Regions from separate parts of the Sus scrofa genome. Here all the other regions are linked to region 3. The links are chromatin contacts, called in public HiChIP or PLAC-seq maps. All regions are on one chromosome and are shown on one strand. Each heading gives the region's core, a stretch centred on a gene start, on an enhancer-like site or on the middle of the called end of the contact. The rest is flanking DNA. Distances are from core to core; before and after follow the strand shown. Region 1 holds the start of MST1 (hepatocyte growth factor-like protein). Region 2 overlaps IP6K1 (inositol hexakisphosphate kinase 1). Region 3 holds the start of UBA7 (ubiquitin-like modifier-activating enzyme 7).

What was found. HiChIP or PLAC-seq counts read pairs in DNA pulled down with a chosen protein or histone mark.
Region 1: a contact with region 3 is called in an H3K27ac HiChIP or PLAC-seq map of alveolar macrophages, with 3 times the contacts expected there. The contact joins the promoter of MST1 here to the promoter of UBA7 in region 3. A contact is called at or near these places in 2 of 5 promoter capture datasets (fetal liver and fetal skeletal muscle), 6 of 47 Hi-C or Micro-C datasets (mesenteric adipose tissue, omental adipose tissue, retroperitoneal adipose tissue and 2 more) and 2 of 2 datasets of contacts at active chromatin or transcription factors (alveolar macrophages and skeletal muscle).
Region 2: an H3K27ac HiChIP or PLAC-seq map of alveolar macrophages shows a contact between it and region 3. The contact joins the enhancer-like site here to the promoter of UBA7 in region 3. A contact is called at or near these places in 1 of 47 Hi-C or Micro-C datasets (blood) and 1 of 2 datasets of contacts at active chromatin or transcription factors (alveolar macrophages).

What each region holds. Positions count from the first base shown.
Region 1 is chr13:32,218,757-32,221,456 of Sscrofa11.1, forward strand. It overlaps MST1 (hepatocyte growth factor-like protein), which reads right to left and starts at 1,289. Exons shown (of 16, transcript XM_021068776.1): 1 at 1,044-1,289; 2 at 1-134. The coding sequence starts at 1,137. The region is part of intron 1 of RNF123 (E3 ubiquitin-protein ligase RNF123); the gene reads left to right.
Region 2 is chr13:32,268,439-32,271,138 of Sscrofa11.1, forward strand. The region is part of intron 1 of IP6K1 (inositol hexakisphosphate kinase 1); the gene reads right to left. Among named protein-coding and RNA genes, the nearest start is that of GMPPB, 17 kb to the left of the region's middle. Within about 2 kb of position 1,288, at least 1 of the 83 cell types and tissues checked has an H3K27ac peak or open chromatin away from gene starts, as enhancers often do. A contact at or near this core is called in alveolar macrophages, where this site is marked.
Region 3 is chr13:32,339,969-32,342,668 of Sscrofa11.1, forward strand. UBA7 (ubiquitin-like modifier-activating enzyme 7) reads right to left here and starts at 1,295. Exons shown (of 25, transcript XR_306784.3): 1 at 1,122-1,295; 2 at 870-1,038; 3 at 641-775; 4 at 426-532; 5 at 2-92. It overlaps TRAIP (E3 ubiquitin-protein ligase TRAIP), which reads right to left. Exons shown (of 31, transcript XR_002337524.1): 17 at 1,122-1,312; 18 at 2-1,038. It overlaps LOC106505605 (a long non-coding RNA gene), which reads left to right and starts at 1,336. Exons shown (of 5, transcript XR_001300181.2): 1 at 1,336-1,470.

The sequences.
Region 1 (2,700 bases), core at 39-2,538, 120 kb before region 3:
GGGCCCACAACGCCCTGCACACTCCTCAGCATCTGCCACATCCTCTTGCCAAGACCCAGGCCCCACTGCATGTAGCAGGTGTTGCAGCTCAGTACCCGGGAGCACCTGGAAGTCATTTAAGGGCGAGCGCTGCCCTGCAGGGTGGATATTTGTAGCATCATGTGAATATCAGCACATCCACACTTTATTCATTCAGGAAATCAAACTGCATGGCCTCTCTCATGGATCCTGTGGGTCCATTCAAGGGTCAAACCCCTGTATGGGGTGGGAGAAGCAGGCCCACACATGGTAGTTATCACTAGTACGCTTGTTTAATGGGCAAGGCACTAGGCTCAGATGTAAAACATATACTCTACGAGAGTAGCAGGTGATGGTGCTTGCCCTATGGGGCTTGGCTCCTCTCATTTCTCAGATAAGAATGGTAACGGTTGGAGTTATCATACTAAATAGGCGGAAGCCAAACCCAAGTATTCTGACTCCAAGTATAGGCTCTCATCAGGGTAAGGGCATCTGCTAGAGGGTTAGATCAGTCTTATGAGAGATTACTGCCTGCGTGTGTGGTCCTAACACTGCCTCAATGCTGCAGCAGACTTTTTTTTTAGGGACACACCTGCAGCATATGGAAGTTCCCAGGCTAGGGGTCTAATCGGAGCTGTAGCCGCTGGCCTACACCAGAGCCACAGCAATGCCAGATCCAAGCCGCATCTGCAGCCTATACCACAGCTCACGGCAATGCCAGATCCTTAATCCACTGAATGGGGCTAGGGATCGAACCCACAACCTCATGGTCCCCAGTCGGATGCCTTTCCACTGAGCCACAATGGGAACTCCTGCAGCAGATGTTTTAGTGTAGGCCAGAATAGGCAGTGTGTTTATGTGTTCCTGGGGCTGCCCAGCTCTGCTCAAGAAGCTAAGGTTGCTCACTGCTCCATGCCCAGTAGGAAAGTAAGTTTCTGGCTGGAATAGCGGGATGGGCCTAGGGCCAACCCCTTTCTGAATGCAGGCGGGGATCAGGGCTGGGGGTGAGGGGGAAGAGCACTTACCAGGGGCCCCTGAGCACTGCGTCAGAAGCAGCAGGAGTGGGAGCCACCCCATCCTCCTGGCTGGAGACTGCACTGTGACCCACCACAGCCCCATCCGGGAAGTTGTGAAACTAGTCCCTACGGGATTGGGTGGCTCTGGCTCCACACCCCCACTCAAGGCCTGCTGGGGCCTGACCTGAAACCCAGTGGCAGGAATAGGGGTGGTGCCAGACCTCAGGCCCCCTAGGTGAGGTACAAGTGTCTTCGCTCTGGCACAGCTAGCTCCCAAGAGGCCTCCCTATGTAGTGGACAGTGTTGGAAAGGTTTAATGGGGACACCTGAGGTGCTGGGGCTGGGGAAGGGCAGGGGCATCCCTACAGCCTAGGCTGCTCTGAAAGGAAGAGCAGTGTGTATGGGGTTGCTGCCAGAGCCGGGTTCCAGCCCTCAGCCCCCAGCCCCCAGCATAAGTGGTGATATTTAACTTTTCTGAGCCTCAACTTTTCTCCTGTAAAGTCAAGTTCCCTACCCAACCCCCTAAGCAGCTTACCCCTTTTGCTGACTTAGCCCCAGCTGGAGGCAGGTCGACCCACACCCCTGGCAGCAGAGCCCACCGAGCTCCCCTTGCTCTGCCAGAGATGCTATCCCAGGGAAGATGAGCGAGGTCATTTGTCTGGCCTGAATGGAAGTGAGGCTGACAGGTACCAGGGACCCTGGGAGGAGCAGCCTTTCAGACGTCCGAGGGGACCTCTGGGCTGGGCCTCCAAATACCGGTAGGAGTTGAGGTAGGAGGCCAAGGTCTCCTAGGACTCAGCGTGGCGACAAGACTGGGCTAGGAGCGCCTCCTAAGTAGACGAGGGTCGGAGGCATTTGGGCAGTGAGGCGGTTGGGCAAAAGGCAGGGGCCGGGACATTCCAGCTGGAGGCTGCAGGTGGCGCCCTCTGGCGGAGGCCGGGCGCGGGCCGATGCGCTTGCGCGGCAGAATCGCGGTTTGGCCCTGAACGGGCGCCGTAGGCGAGAGGCTGGGCGGATGTTGTGAGCCGGGACGCCACGGCCGAGGCTGGGGGTGAGTGAGGGGCGACGGGGGCCCAAGAGGGGCGGGTCCCCGCAGCTTCCGTTGCGGCCCGGCCAGTCTAGCATGAGGGTGCTTCCCGTGCAGGGGGTTGCAGCCCGTGGTGCAGGACTCTAGGCTGGAGCTGGCCTGGAAGAGCCTCTGGAGCTTGAGGCCGGGCGGAGACGACTTCGGGAAGAGAAGCGCTACCCTCGCGTCCTTGGGCTCCTAGGTGGGGTCGGTTTGGTTCTGAGCCCTGATCCCCCGGCGGGGCTGACCAGGGTCTACGTGGCAGGGACCCCCGAGCCAAGCCAAGGTCCACCTCTCACCTGTATCCTCAGCACCTGACACCCCGAGTGGATGTCTGGAAGGTTTGCTCATCAGATCAGTGACCACGTCTAATCTGTCCTGCACCTGCTTTGGTGTGAGAGGGCCAGTGGTGGGCATCAGGGCGAGAGTCACTTTCCCAAGGGGCAGGCGTGGTGTGCACTGTGAGTGGGCAAGGGTGTGTGGCAGGAGCTAGAGGACCTGTTTAGGGTGAGATAAGAAAAAGGAGTGCTGTCTAAGGCAGTGCTGGAGAACCAGGCTTTAGATTAGCTCTGGCCAGTAGAGCTTTGTGTAATGACGAGA
Region 2 (2,700 bases), core at 38-2,537, 72 kb before region 3:
CCTAGCATGTATGCTCCATGAAGGAACAGGACTTTTTTGCTTTTACACTAATGAGCACCGTGCCTGGGATCTAGTAGATGCACAATAAGTTTTGAATAAGGATACAGAAGCCTAGAATCTCACATTTAGTATAAGAGCAGTAACACCTCGTGACTACAGCTAGTCATACTAAATAAAGGGAAATCCCTCTTCAAACCTATTGCCAAGACAGAGAATATTATTGGCATTTTTATTCAGCCGAGTTTTTTTTTCTTTTTTTTTAGGGCCTCTCCTGCAGCATATGGACGTTCCCGTGCTAGGGGTCAAATCAGAGCTGCAGATGCCAGCCTATGCCACAGCCACAGCAATGCAGGATCTGAGCCACATCTGCAACTTACACCACATCTTGTGGCAACACTGGGTCCTTAACCCACTGAGCGAGGCCAGGGATCAAACCTGCATCCTCATGGATATTAGTTGGGTTCTTAACCTGCTGAGCCACAATGGGCGCTCCCTTAGCTGAGTTTTAAAAACACCTGTGCTTCTGACAATAAAGAATTATGTGGGAGTTTGCTACTGTGTGACTCAGCGGGTTAAGGACCAGACGTTGTCTCTATGAGGTTGCGGGTTTGATCCCTGGCCTCACTCAGTGGGTTAAGGACCCAGTGTTGCCATGAGCTGCAGTGTAGGTTGCAGACCCAGCTTGGATCCCATGTTGCTACAGCTGTGGTGCAGGCCGGCAGCTGTAGCTCCGATTGGACCCCTAGCCTGGGAACTTCCATGTGCCACAGGTGTGACCCTAAAAAACAATTAAAAAAAAAAAAAAAAAAGTACACAAGAGCCAATGTTAAGAAGTCTCAGTGGCCAAATCTAGAATAATCTGAGGAACAAAATATCCGTCAAGTCCCAACTGACTGATAAATGTGTGCCAAGAGACAACAACTCCTTAAAGAACTGTAATTTATTTTATTTGGGGGGGTTGGTTTTTTTTTTTTTTTTTGGTCTTTTTGTCTTTTTTAGGGCCACAGCCCCAGCATATGGAGGTTCCCAGGCTAGGGGCCCAATCGGAGCTGCAGCTGCCAGCCTACACCACAGCAACAGCAATGTCGGATCCAAGCCACGTCTGCAACCTACACCATAGCTCACGGTAATGCCAAACCCTTAACCCAATAAGTGTGGCCAGGGATTGAACCTGAGAGCTCATGGATGCTAGTTGGGTTTGCTAACCACTGAACCACAATGGGAACTCCTTGGTTTTTGTTTAAATGTTGCCACAAGGGAGTTCCCATTGTGGTGCAATGGAAACGAATCCAAATAGGCACCACGAGGCTGTGACGCAGGCCAGGAGCTGTAGGTCCAACTGAACCCCTAGCCTGAGAACCTTCATATGCCACCACTTTTTAGGTGTGGCCCTAAAAAGACAAAAAAATACAAAACAAATGTTGCTACAAATGCAACACAAGGAATTTTCCAGGCCAGGGACTGAACCAGAGCCACTGCAGAGACAATATCGAGTAGTTATGATGTAAGCCACAGGGAAAATCCAATTTATTTTAATTAATAAGTACAGAAGTGGGGAATTCCCATCACAGCTCAGCAGTGATGAATCCGACTAGCATCCATGAGGATGAGTTTGATCCCTGGCCTCAGTCAGTGGGTTAAGGATCCAGTGTTGCTGTGAGCCGGGGTGTAGGTTGTAGACATGGCTAGAATCTGGCATTGCTGTGGCTGTAGCATAGGCCAGCAGCTGCACCTCCAATTTAACTCCTATCCTGGAAACATCCACATGCTGCCAGTGTGGCCCTACAGAGACAAAAAAAAAAAAAAAAAAAAAAAAAAAAAGAAGAAGAAGAAGTAGGGGAGTTGCTGCTGTGGCACAGTGGGTTAATGATCTGGCTTGTCTCTGTGGTTTGATTCCCAGCCCAGTACGATGGGTTGCTGGCATTGCTGCAGCTGTGGCATAGGTTGCTGATGCGGCTCAGAACTTCCACATGCGATGGGTACAGCAGAAAAAGGGAAAAAAACCGAAAGATGATGAAAAGAGACGTCACTATCAGGCATGCAACACAGTAATAATTGTTGCAGGCAAGAACAATGGATGGATTTGAAAACTACTGAGCTGAAGTATAAGAAGAAGTAGATATTTAGAGAATCTCAAAGTATCTCCCAATATGACACTCATTAATTACAATGGGAAAACTTTACAGTGGAGAAGTCTGGCAGATACCACCTTAACTAAGTGATCAAAGTTAAATCACCAGTAACAAGATCTATACCTCCTAGCATGATGAACTGAAGAGGACAAAGGATCATTTCTATTGACCAAAATATATAACCTCAATCTAATCATCAGGAAATATAAGACAAATCCAAATGTAGGAACATTCTACAAAATAACTACTAGTACTCTTCAAAAGTGTCAAGGTTATGAAAGACAAAGACTGAGAAATTGTCCCAGACTAGAGAAGACCAAGGAAGACTAAATGCAAAGTGAAATCCTGGACCAGAAAAAGGATGTAAGTGGGAAAATTCCAAATTCTGCATAAATCATACAGATTACTTAATAGTATTATATCAATGTTCCCCTCCTGGCTTTGGTAATAATAAATTATACTATTATTATGGTTTTTAAAATGATACTTTTGGAGTTCCTATCGTGGCTCAGTGGAAATGAATCTGACTAGGAACAATGAGGTTGCGGGTTCGATCCCTGGCCTTGCT
Region 3 (2,700 bases), core at 45-2,544:
CCTGAGAAATATGCTGGATGGCAGCTGTCAGGGGTTCTGCCTCTGTTGGCTCCTGCACAGTGAAGTTCTCACCAAAGTCGCAGAACAGCTGCCTGTTGGGGAGTGGGGGGGAGGCAGAGGTCATTGAGATGGCTGAGTAGTTGAGTGGCACAGTTGTGGTGAAAGGTGAGGGATATCAGGGCAAGCCCAGAGGAATAGGGGAAGAATGCTGGGAGGGGCATGGAAGCTGGTTTGAAGGATTTACTGGAGCAAGTCTGGAGGCTGAGGTAGAGGAAGCACATGGATGGGACTAGGGTCCATAATCAACAAGGGTTGCTGGGACAGGCATGGCATTGAGTGGTGGGATTCTGAGCAAGCCTGGAGCTGGGGACAGCAATGGGACCAGTTGCAACCTAAGATATGGCAGGCTAAGCAAGCCGTCTTACCCAACGAGGCCTCGGGTATCAGCTACCAGAAAGCAGATTCCATGCTTGTGGCAGAAGCTGCCCACCTTCAGCTGCTCCTCCAGCTTCAGGGCAGTCAGCACTACCACCTGGGTGGACCTCATTATCAGCAGGGCCAGAACCACTGTGAGCCCACCCTGCTGCTACGGGCTGGAAGAGGGACTGGCCTGGCCTGGCAAGTAGGGCTGGGAGGGCACCTGGAAGTGCAGCAGCAGATCCTCGGTGATGTCACCCTTGTGGATGCACACCTGAACAGCTCCATTGAGCTTAGCCAGAAGTTCTTGAGATGCCTCAGCCCTGCTCCTTCCTAAGTCCTGCTCTGAGAGGAAAAACTAAAGACAGACCCAGTCCAGCTTAAACAAGGAATTTTCTCTTGGGCCCTACCCCCACTCTGGTGTGGGAACCCAGAGCCCCCAGGACCCTCACCTGGGCAGCCAGGTCAGACCAGCAGGTAGGGTGGGGATCATGAAGAGTGAGGCTGCCTATTCCCATCAGGACCAAGTTTTTGGCTATCTCAGCCCCCAGGCCCTGAAGGCCTGACAGCAGCACCTTGGCTCCCTGAATCCTCTCCATGGCTGGCAAACCCAACACATACCTGTGGGTGGAAGTAAGAACATAGGCAGTTGGAGAGCAGAAGGCAGAAGGCCACCCTGCCCTCCTCCCCACCTCGGGCCTCACAGCTGCCGAGAGTACAGCTCTTCATCCAGCAACTTGGAGGTTTCCTGGACATCCATCCTGAGGCTGGGAAACAGGCTGCAGTGCTTGTAGATAGGGTCTGTGTGGGAGGCAGTGCCACGGGAAGCAGTGCTATGGGAGGCGGTGCACAGCTGTGACTGGCGCAACAGGTCACAACTTTCTTCCTGGCTTCTCTGTCATTTTGGGGAAAGCAGAAGTGAAAGTGAAACTAGACAGAGCAAGCTCCTGGCCCTGCCCCCAGCCTAGCCTGGTAAAGATGAGTTCCGGCAGCCCTCAGGCACTGGCAAAGTGGGACAGAGATCCTGGACATTTACACCCTTTGGGGAAGCAGGTAATTCTCTTGAGGAAGGGTACATGGTAGGGTTCCATGTACCTCCTATAGCTCCCTAGATGTCCCAAACCTCAGGCCCCTAACCCCCTGCCTGAATGGGTTTCCTGCCGCAGAGAGCTGGTGAGAACTCCCTTATCCTGAGGACTCGCCTGGCCTCTTATTCACACAGAGACTTAGACACCCTAGAGGGCAGAGCCATCCCATCCCAGAGGCTGTGAGAGTTTATGGGATTACTGTTGTCCCACCCCCCAGGGGACTGCCTGGACATAGTATCAGATCCTTTAGGTTAAGGGATCAGTCCTACAAGACTGTGCCCTCTCCTCCCACTTTATGTGTGTATTTAGGTTTTTTTCTTTTAAGAGCCACACCAGTGGCACATGGAGGTTCCCAGGCTAGGGGGTTGAATCAGAGCTGTAGCCACTGGCCTACACCACAGCCACAGCAATGTGGGATGCGAGCCAGGTCTGTGACCTACACCACAGTTCATGGCAATGCTGGATCCTTTTACCTGCTGAGGGAGGCCAGGGATTGAACCTGCATCCCCATTGATACTAGTCGGATTTGTTTCCTCTGCGCCACAACAGAAACTTCCCAAATATTTATTTCTTAATATAAATCACTATATCGGAGTTCCCATTGTGGCACAGTAGAAATGAAACTGACTAGTAATTATGAGGTTGCAGGTTTGATTCCTGGCCTTGCTCAGTGTGTTAAGGATCTGGCGTTGCCGTGAGCTGTGGTGTAGGTCGCAGACATGGTTCAGGTCCTGTCCAGGCAGCTGTAGCTCTGATTAGACCCCTAGCCTGGGAACCTCCATATGCTGCAAGTGTGGCTCTAAAAAGAGAAGAAAAAAAAAATCACAATATCACATTTTCTATCTCTATTTTATTTGTATCTATTCCAACCTTTATTATATCCTTTCTTCTGCCAGCTTTTGGTTCAGTTTGCTCTTCTTTTTCCAGTTCCTTGGGGTGTACAGTGGAGTTATTGACTTTAGGTCTTCTTTCTTTGGCTGTACCTACAGTATGTAGAAGTTCCTGGGCCAGGGATCAAACCCCCATCATAGCAGCAATCCAAGCCATTGCTGTGACAGCACCACCAATCCTTAACCTGCTACGCCACAAGGGAATTCCAATCTATCTTTCTTCCTTCCTTTCTTTCTCTTCCTTCCATCCTTTCTTTTTCTTTTCTGCTTTAATGGCCTCACCTCTGGCAAATGGAAGTGCCCAG